Regions from separate parts of the Pan troglodytes genome. Here region 2 is linked to region 1. The links are chromatin contacts, called in public HiChIP or PLAC-seq maps. All regions are on one chromosome and are shown on one strand. Each heading gives the region's core, a stretch centred on a gene start, on an enhancer-like site or on the middle of the called end of the contact. The rest is flanking DNA. Distances are from core to core; before and after follow the strand shown. Region 1 holds the start of CNBP (CCHC-type zinc finger nucleic acid binding protein). Region 2 holds the start of COPG1 (COPI coat complex subunit gamma 1).

The links. HiChIP or PLAC-seq counts read pairs in DNA pulled down with a chosen protein or histone mark.
Region 2: a contact with region 1 is called in an H3K4me3 HiChIP or PLAC-seq map of stem cell-derived excitatory neurons, with 16 times the contacts expected there. The contact joins the promoter of COPG1 here to the promoter of CNBP in region 1. A contact is called at or near these places in 3 of 7 Hi-C or Micro-C datasets (blood, induced pluripotent stem cells and stem cell-derived neural progenitor cells) and 1 of 1 datasets of contacts at active chromatin or transcription factors (stem cell-derived excitatory neurons).

Annotation. Positions count from the first base shown.
Region 1 is chr2:132,425,949-132,431,120 of NHGRI_mPanTro3-v2.0_pri, forward strand. It overlaps CNBP (CCHC-type zinc finger nucleic acid binding protein), which reads right to left and starts at 2,751. Exons shown (of 5, transcript NM_001280275.1): 1 at 2,605-2,751.
Region 2 is chr2:132,493,027-132,498,054 of NHGRI_mPanTro3-v2.0_pri, forward strand. COPG1 (COPI coat complex subunit gamma 1) reads left to right here and starts at 2,931. Exons shown (of 24, transcript XM_001141317.8): 1 at 2,931-3,359; 2 at 4,290-4,342. The coding sequence starts at 3,323.

The DNA of each region.
Region 1 (5,172 bases), core at 1,501-4,000:
GCCCGGGAGATGGAGGCTGCAGTGAGCCGAGACTGTGCCACTGCATTCCAGCCTGGCCGACAGAGAAAGACTCTGTCTCAAAAAAAAAAAAAAAAAAAAAAAAAAAAAAGACAAGTAGAATTGTCATAAATCATGTAACAAAACACATTTATACTTTAAAAAAGACATCTCCCTGCCTGTTCCAGATGTTCAAATGCCAGTTTAAGAAAAACCTGGCCAGGCGCGGTGGCTCCTGCCTGTAATCCTAGCACTTTGAGAGGCCGAGGGAGTCGGATCACAAGGGCAGGAGTTCAAGACCAGCCTGGCCAACATGGTGAAACCCCGTCTGTGCTAAAATACAAAAACTAGCTGGGTGTGGCGGCGGGCGCCTGTAATCCCAGCTACTTCGGAGGCTGAGGCAGGAGAATCGCTTAATCCGGGAGGCGGAGGTCGCAGTGAGCCGAGATCGCGCCAGTGCACTCCAGCTTGGGCGACAGAGTGAGACTCCGTCTCAAAAAAAAAAAAGAAAAGAAAAAGAAAAACCCCTGGTCTTTCAAAATATTTTACAGACTGCACCATCTGAAATACATTACCTCTCCTGTTACCAATATGAAAAAAAAGAGGACCTTTGGTTCCTCAGAAAAACACAAACTGTTATTTTTTTAAAGAAAAACTTATCAAGAGATGAAATCGGAAAAACTTAAGTCTTTAATTCTGCCCTTGGGAATGTAATAAATTATTCCTTTTATATTCCAATACACAAAGAACTCTTGTAGACAAGAATCAGGCTCAACAAACTAAAAACAGCATGTACCTAGGATCCTGGCAGTTTACAGGTGTTTGATTATCCTTAACCAGAGTAACTCATTAGAAGCATTTAAAACTATTTAGGAGGGGGGAGGGGGAAGCCCAGGAGATAAGGACTACATCTCTTATCTTTTTGAAACCCTCAAAGCTCTACACTCCAGTTATACTGCTTGAGCAAACAAATAACATAAAATTGCTAATTTAAATTGGAATGGAAATAGTAACTGGTTACGTTTCACTCCAAAATTGGGTCAAACAATAGGAAAGGGGGAAAAATCTACTTTTAAAAATGTAACTTAAAAGCAAGATGGGGATATTCATTAGACCTCCTTCACTTTGAAAAAGACAAAAAACAAATTCAGTTTTGGCTTATCTTACCTCTTCTGAGTCCTTCTGAATAATGCCTGAAACACACTAGCTAAAATCACAGACGATTACTGAGCAATGTTCTCTTTTTACAAGACCCCCCAAGACCAGAAACAGTCACTTCCTTTGGAAGTGCCCTGTGGCTGAGGCCATGTGGTTAACATGTGGGAACAAGCACAAGCCTTACCCATAATAAAATCAACACCTAAACCCAAATGTGGACCATTATGCCATTCTAAAACAGGTTCTCACGATATGGAAAAATCTAGATGGAGGGGAGCTAGTTGAATTTCGTGTCTCGTTTGTAATTACATCTGTTTCATTAATTCAAGAAATGATGCAGACTACCGCCCGCTGCTGTGGTTTTGGAGGTTTGACAAATTCGTGTTTTTTCTGGTAATGGCGCTTTTAAAGGATCCCAGCAACTTAAATAGTGTTGACTCAGGGAATGTGAGCCCCATCAGCCCCTTTTGGAATGGTAATGTAACACAAGCAACTTAGTATTTAAATGACGATAAAAATTCAAGAATCGGAAAACTATCAAGGATAGGGAGTATAAACTCTAAAGGCTCCCAAGTCTTCCAGCAGAGTCTCGCCACTCCAAACACAAAGGCTTCTTCAGGAACCCTTTGTTGTTGTTGTTGTTTTAAGACGGAGTCTCTCTCTCTTGCCCATGCTGGAGTGTAGTGGCGCGATCTCGGCTCACCACAACCTCGGCCTCCCGGGTTCACGCGATTCTCCTGTCCAGCCTCCCGAGCTGCTGGGACTACATGCGCCCGCCACCATGCCCGGCTAATTTTTTTTTTAGTACAGACAAGGTTTCACCATATTGGTCAGGCTGGTCTCGAACTCCTGACCTCGTGATCCGCCCGCCTGGGACTCTGAAAGTGCTGGGATTACAGGCGTGAGCCACCGCGCCCGGCCTAAGAACCCTTTTCTAAGGCCCCCAAAACCCTTGGCACATGGCCCGCCAGGCGCACGACCCCAGCACATGGCCCGCACGACTATAGCCACCCCATCCCCCCTTCATCCGCAGCCGGGAGCCTTTCCCCACCACACGGACTCCTTCCAGTGAGTTCCCGCCAAATCCACCCTCGGTCCCTCATTCCGCGACCCTCGAAGCGTCAGGGCCTCGGCCCCAAGGGCGCACGGGCGGGCCTCCTCTGCCCTAAGCCTGCGGCCTGGGGTGCGGCCGTGGCGCCGAAAGACCCGCATGCTTGGCGACCCAGCTTTCCAGGACGAAGAAAGGACAGAAGTGTCGTCCGACAGCGGTGCGCCAGAAACCCGGGTCCGAGGCGGCGGCAGCAGCCGAGCTTCCCGCCTGACGCAGCAGCGGCGCAGGCCAAAGTGCGGCCGCCATCGCCACCTCGCCGCTCCCTACCCTCTCTGTCCGCCACAGACCCGACCCGCACTGCGGCTCCGTCAGCGCCGGGCCCCTCCCCCAGCCCTCACCTTCCGCGTCGCAGCGGGCCCGCAGCGGCGGAGACTCGGACGCAGGCCTGGGGAAGACGGCTCGCAAGGTAGAGGCTGTTTATTTTGAGGGTCCTTGCCTGCGCCACACGCGGGTCTGCACACGGCCCCACATACGCCGCTGCGCACGGCTCTCCTCCGCCTCGCCCACGCGGCCAATCAGCGCGCGGGGTTCGGCAGTCCAATCAGAGCCGCCCGCGGGAGGGCCGCCCACTAGAGCGCGGCGCGGAGCGGGTGTTTCTGCGCGCAGCGTCTTTTCCCGCCGTGCCCTGCGCGCGGCCTTTCACGCCGGGATCCGGGTCCCGGTGCTTCTCGGTCCATTCCCAGCTGGGCCCGGGCCCGGCCAGACTGGGTGGAAATCTGGCTGACCTTGGTGGTCTGTCTTGGCCAGCTGGAGCAAAGGGATGCCAGGGGACGGGTCTCGGTGCAGTGACTGCCATTAGCTTGGGGCCGCAGAAAGTTTCTCCCCTTTCTCGGGCTCCTGCCAGGCCCTTGGCTTTCAGAGACAGGCCCGATTTCTAGATAACATTTAAGTTTGCAGAAAAGGGGATGCCAGGTCACGGTGGTCACGGCTGTGGGATGCAGCCTCTGAGATTTGTATTAATTTTTGTGAGCCGGGGAAAGGCCTTGCTGCTTTCTCCGCCAGGACTGATGTGTCTTCCCAAAATGAAAGTGCCTGGTAAGGGCGAGGGGCCTCCCTGGGAAGGTCATGAGCATGTAAGGTAATGGGTCCTAGACTGTGACTTTTAGCACGTTTATGAGTGACATCCCCCGGGAGGGCCAGGATAACCATTTGACCTGGTCTGTCATATTCAGGAATAGACTTCAGTTTAGTTGTGGTATTTTCTCCAAAAGAGATTTGTGTATATAGCCCTAGATAGTCTTGTCAAGATTAAACCCAGTTTAAACTGTTAACTATAAAATATTTTAGAATTTTGTCTCATTCTAGAATGGCTTTATTCGAAACAAAAAAAAAAAAAAAAAGGAAGAGTCCCAAGTTTCGTCTCAGTGAAACCTCCCAGTTCAATACTATGATTTATTTTTCTTTTTTTCTTTTCTTTTCTTTTTTTTTTTTTTTTTTAAGAGTAGGGTCTTGCTCTGTCGCTGGGTTTACAGGCATGAGCCACCAATTTTTGAAATCATGTTCGTGAGAAGGCAGAGCACATGTGTTGAGAGTCAGACTTTAAACCTGGGTTCAAATCATTAGTGCTTAATCATTGTAAAGCAGTTAGGAGGTTGCGTTCAACATAGCAATTATCAAAGAATGAATGTATAACTTTAAGGACCAATGATATTTTAAACTTTTTTTTTTTTTTTTTTTTTTTTTGAGAACGGAGTCTCACTCCGTTGCCCAGGCTGGAGTGCAATGGCACGATCTCAGCTCACTGCAACCTCCGCCTCCTGGATTCAAGTGATTCTCCTGCCTCAGCCTCCCCAGTAGCTGGGATTACAGGCATGCGCCACCACGCCCGGCTAATTTTGTATTTTTAGTAGAGGTGGGGTTTCTCCATGTTGGTCAGGCTGGTCTCAAACTCCCGACCTCAGGTGATCCGCCCACCCAAAGTGGTGATCGGCCTCCCAAAGCACTGGGATTACAGGCATGAGCCACCGCGCCTGGCCGAACTTTTTAAATTTATTTATTACTATTTTTTGAGACAGGGTCTCCCTCTGTTGCCCAGGCTGGAGTGCTGTCTCAGCTCACTGCAACCTCCGCCTCCCATGTTTGACCAATTCTGCCTCAGCCTCCTGAGTAGCTGGGACTGCAGGCGCCCACAACCACGCCTGGCTAATTTTTGTATTTTTAGTAGAGATGGGGTTTCATCATGTTGGCCAGGCTGGTCTTGAACTCCTGGCCTCAAGCGGTGCTAGGCCAAAGTGCTAGGATTACAGGTGTGAGCCACTGCACCCAGTGCTCCCAAAGTGCTAGGATTACAGGTGTGAGCCACTGCACTCAGCCTTAAACATTTTTTTAGTTAAAGCAACCTAAGGTAAAATTTTTTAACCAAATTTAACCGATTCCCAATCAGATTGAATAAATGCCTAGCAGCTTATGTGTTGTGCTAAAACACGATATATTATCTGCCAATAAAAAACAGTATTTTGTATTTATATAGTTTTATTACCAAGAAGCTTACTCAGCTTTATAGATTTCCCCTCTGTAATCTGATTAACCTTCATAGTATCTTGAAGTAATGTATAGTGTAGCAATCAGACACTTAGGTAGTGACTTCGTGAGCTCTGACAATGAGTCAATATAATGCAAGAGGCTATGTATGAAGTCCAACCTGGGTGCGTCCACACCACACCAAGAGGACAAGTTAAAATTACCATACGGCCAAAAATTAATATTTTCTGACTTATTTTTGTTTACCATTCCAACCATAGTACTGTATAAAATGTTTGCTATTCATTATAGACCCAGGAATGGAATATTCCTAATATTAAAACAAAAATTTTAACAGCTATAGAAAATGAAAGTGAGTGTGAGATAGAGATACTGGACATAATGTTCTATAGGTTTTAAAAGACTTCAGTAGAAGAAATGGAAAC
Region 2 (5,028 bases), core at 1,681-4,180, 67 kb after region 1:
CATACAACTCTAAATAAAAAGATAAAATAATTTTAAAACGAGCAAGGGATATGAACAGCTATTTTTTCAAAGAAGATGTACAAATGACCAATAAGCACATGAAAAGATGCTCAACATCAGTAGCCATCAGGAAAGTGTAAATTGAAACCTCTTCACACCCACTAGCATGGCTATAATCAAAAAGACAGTAACAAGTGTTGACAAGGATGTGAAGAAATTGAAACCTCCATACACTGCTGGTGGGAATGTAAAATGGCGCAGTTGCTTTGGAAAAGCAGTTAGACAGTTCTCAAAAAGTTAAACATAGTTACCATATGACCTAGTAATACCACTCTTAGGTATAGACCCAAGAGAAGTTAAAACATAGGGTTGCACAAAAGCTTGTACATTAATGTTCACAGCATTCACAGCTTTGTTCACAAGAGCTAGACTGGAAACAACCCAAATGTCCATCAACTGATTAAGAAACAAAATATGGTAAATCCATAAAATGGAATATTATCCAGCTACAAAAGGAATGAAGTACTGATTCATGCTATAACATGTCTTGAAAACATGCTAAATGAAAGAAGCAAAACACACAAAAGACTACATAGCATATGATTCTGTTTATATGAAATATCCAGAACATGCAAATCTATAGACAGAAAGTAGATTAGTGGTTGCCAGGGGCTGGGCAGATGGGCAAATGGAAAGTGACTGCTAATGAATAGCTTTCTTTTTGGGATGATGAAAACTTTCTCCAATTAGTGCGGACAGGTACATAAACTTTTTTTAATATACTAAAACCCACTGAATTGTACACCTATTTATATATGCATGTGTGTGTGTGTGTGTATATATATATATATGTATATACACTTTTTTTTTTTTGAGACAGAGTCTCGCCCGTCACCCAGGCTGGAGTGCAATGGCACGATCTTGGCTCAGGGCAACCTCCACCTCCAGGGTTCAAGCAATTCTCCTGCCTCAGCCTCCCGAGTAGCTGGGATTACAGGCATCTGCCGCCATGCCCAGTGAATTTTTATATTTTTAGTAGAGACGGGGTTTCACCATGTTGGTCAGGTTGGTCTCAAACTCTTGACCTCAGGTGATTCACCCTCCTCAGCCTCCCGAGTGCTGGGATTATAGGCATGAGCCACCTCGCCTGGCCACCCCTATGTATTTTTTGAGACAGGGTCTTCCTCTGTTGCCCACGCTGGAAGTACAGTGGCATGATCATGGCTCACTGCAGCCTTGACCTCCCAGGCTTAAGCGATCCTCCCATCTCAGACTCCTGGAGTAGCTGAGACAAGATAAAAATCAGTTTAGTCCTCAGATGTACCATAACTTCCTTAATCATCCCTTTATTGATAGACATTTAGGGTGTTTACAATTATTTTGCTGCAAACTGCTGCAGCAGGCAACTTCATTTTCTTTTTTCTTTTTTTTGAGACAGTTTCGCTTTTGTTGCCCAGACTCCAGGCTGGAGTGCAATGGCGTGATCTCAGCTCGCTGCAGCCTCCGCCTCCCAGGTTCAAATGATTCTCCTGCCTCAGCCTCCCAAGTAGCTGGGATTACAGGTATGCACCACCACGCCAGGCTAATTTTTTTTTTTTTTTTGTATTTAGTAGAGACGGGGTTTCACCATGTTGGTCAGGCTGCTCTCAAACTCCTGACCTCAGGTGATCCACCTGCCTCAGCCTTCCAAAGTGCTGGGATTACAGGCTTGAGACACTGCGCCCGGCCTCATTTTCTTCTTTTGAACAATTTCCTCCTGATTAGGGGTGGGGTTACTGATCAGACATTTTGAACATCTTTCTGACTCTTGACAGTTTTGCATGTCACAAGATCTGTTGTTCTTGGCCCTAGCCTCTGCAAAGCCAGACCCTAAGGGCTGGCCCCTCTGACATCTCCCTTCCTCCAGCTTTGCGGTCACCCTTTTCACCTGGGGCCTCTGCCTCAGCCCCCTGCCTCTCCTCTCCACAGCCCACTCCTCCTGCCCACAGGACTGCGGGCTTCCCCTCCCCAGGCAAGCTGGGGCCGTGTCGCAGCGCTTGGCCATCACGACTTTGCCGTTGCCAATGCAATCTGGCTCACTGGCATGCACTGTGCTTACCTTAGCCTCAGGGTGTCCTGCATAGGTCCCCAGGAAGATAAACCCTGGGTGATGTGTCATTTTCCCCTTTCCGTTCCTTCCCACGCCCTTCCCCCACCTCCCCGCGTAGGCAGCGCATCTAGTTGGCACTCCATAAATATCCAAAGTATTTGCAAAATAACGTTGAAGTTCTATGCTGTTTAGTTAGATCTCTTAAGGTTGATAATGTACAAGGCAATTTGCATCAGGAGCAGACGAGATAGGGCCCGGCAGATATAAATTAAAAATGCAATTGCACGCATTCATTCAACGAGAACTCACTGGGCAACTACTATGTGCCAACATTATCCACTGCAGTGAATAAAAGACAAACAAACAAGCAAACAAACAAAAAAAAACAAAACAGCAAGAAAGTGGCCGGGTGCAGTGGCTCACCGCTGTAATCCCAGCACTTTGGAAGGTCGAGAAAGGAGGATCGCTTGAGCCCACGAGTTCAAGACCAGACTGGGCAACATCATAGTGAGACCTCGTCTCTACAAAAGTTAAAAAATTAGTCGGGGGTGGTGCGCCCAGCTCTACTCGGGAGGCTGAGGTGGGAGGATCGCTTGAGCCCAGGAACTGTAGGCTGCAGTGAGCCAGGATCGCACAACTGCACCACAGCCTGGGCAGCAGAACGAGAAATAAACAAATAAAAGCCAGAAAGTAAAAATAAAGTGTTAGATGGCGATTCGAGCTGAGGAGGAAATCAGGCAGGGGAAAGAATCTGAAAGCGAGGAGTGAGTGGCTGGCAAGGCTCCTTCGGAAGGTGGCAATAACAGTCATAGACCGGTCACATCAATTGCGTGTTTACTGCGGGCCAGTGTGTGCCACCAACCTCACACCCGAAAGCCACAAAGACTCACGCCACAACGCAACGAGGCAGGGGCTCCTCCTCCTCCCTTGGTATACGGAAAGAAGCGTAGGGAGCAGAGTTGGGATGCTAGTCAGTACCCCCTGCACCTAGCCCTTGCCCCTCCGTCTGGCTTTCCCCACTCCAGCTCCGGCAGAGCTAAGGTTAACCTTAGACGAGGCTGTGGCTACCGGAAAGAGCGCAGGCGCAGAGCGCGGAATGCGCCTGCGCAGAGCGCAGGGCGACGTGGCCAGCCGGGGCCCGGAAGTGGTCCCTGTAGAACCACTGTGGCACCGCTACTCCGTGCCGCGCCCGTCGAGCATTGCGTTGCTGCATTGCGCCCCACCGACTCCACTATGTTGAAGAAATTCGACAAGAAGGATGAGGAGTCAGGTGAGGGGGCCAGGCCTGGGTCTGAGGGAGGCCGGACCCCCACCCGCCGAGCCTTCCTTCTGGTTCTCTGTCCTGACCCGAAGGCTGAGGCCCAGTGAGGGGCAGGGGCTTGTGCCAGGGTCCACAGCTAGTCAGTGGCAGGCCTCGGAGAGCCCGAGCATGCGCGGCTGTCTCACTCTTGTAAGCTCGGACTGCAATTTTCTGGGTGACCTTGGGCGCGACAAACACCCCCCCCGGCCTCAATTTACCCATCTGTCAAAGTAGGGGACCAGGCCGAATGTTCTCTTGTTACTTTCTTCGTCCAACCTCTTGGATTCGCTGGGGCTACGTTGGTGCTGGCCAAACTGGGGTGTAACCTGCGGAGCCAGCGTCCTGTGACTGGGAACTCTGACCCCATCATTCATTTATTCAGCAAAGTATATTGAGCAGTTACTGTATGCCAGGTACTGTACGGTGTCCTGGATACTGCAACAGAGCAAGTGGGACACTCAGTGCCTGAGCTGGGAATATTAGAATGGTTGCACCCACGATGGAGGAGACAGACATCAACCAGATAATCACACGTGTAATTATTTGCAAATGTGTCATCTGCTATGAAGGAACTAGTTACAACGAGATGGTGGTCCCTGGCACATAGGGACTTAGTTAATTACAAGTTATATAAATGAACACAAGACATGGCACCATGAGAAGCACAGGACTGTACCAGGGCTGCTGGGAGATTGTGAGTGGTTTGGGGTAGAGTGGAGCCCACCTGCTTGCAGGAGACTAGTAGGATCCCTAGACAGATTGTAGAGGCTTGATTGCCATTCCTGAGGAGTTTGAACTTTACTAGATTTACTAGGAAGGGACATCTTCCTTTTACCTATGTCTGGGAGAGTTTTGAAGTTCAGAGTCACAACCTACCTTCTCCATTGTCCTTGACTGTAGGTGGAGGCTCCAACCCATTCCAGCACCTTGAGAAGAGTGCCGTACTCCAGGAGGCAAGTGACATTTGCTCCCCTCTAGCTTCCATCATAAGTATTCACCACCAATGCAACTGAAATACCAACACATTCAAAGTGTTGTTTTAAAGAGCAACACGGGAGAAAACTTGTGCCTGGAAGTTTTCTGGAAGACAGGAAAACTTTGTTTCTGAAGAGAGTTAGTTATGCTTACTTCTTTTTTTTTTTTTTTTTTTTTTTCTGAGACGGAGTCTTGCTCTGTCACCCAGGCTGGAGTGCAGTGGCGTGATCTTGGCTCACTGCAAGCTCCGCCTTCCAGGTTCACGCCATTCTCCTGCCTCAGCCTCCCAAGTAGCTGGGACTACAGGCGCCCGCCACCACGCCCGGCTAATTTTTTGTATTTTTAGTAGAGACGGGGTTTCACCGCGTTAGCCAGGACGGTCTTGATCTCCTGACCTCGTGATCCACCCGCCTCGGCCTCCCAAAGTGCTGGGATTACAGGCTTGAGCCACCGCGCCTGGCCTCTCTATTTAAAAATTTAAAAAATTTCTCTATTTAAAGTTAATTCCAAAGCTAAGGAAACTGGTTTAAAACTATCACCTCAGCTAGACTGTGGCCATTATGCAGGTAGAGATTTTGCCTGACTTGTTTATTTTTATTATATATATATTATATATATATATATATTTTTTTTAGAAGGCGTCTCACTCTGTTGCTCAGGCTGG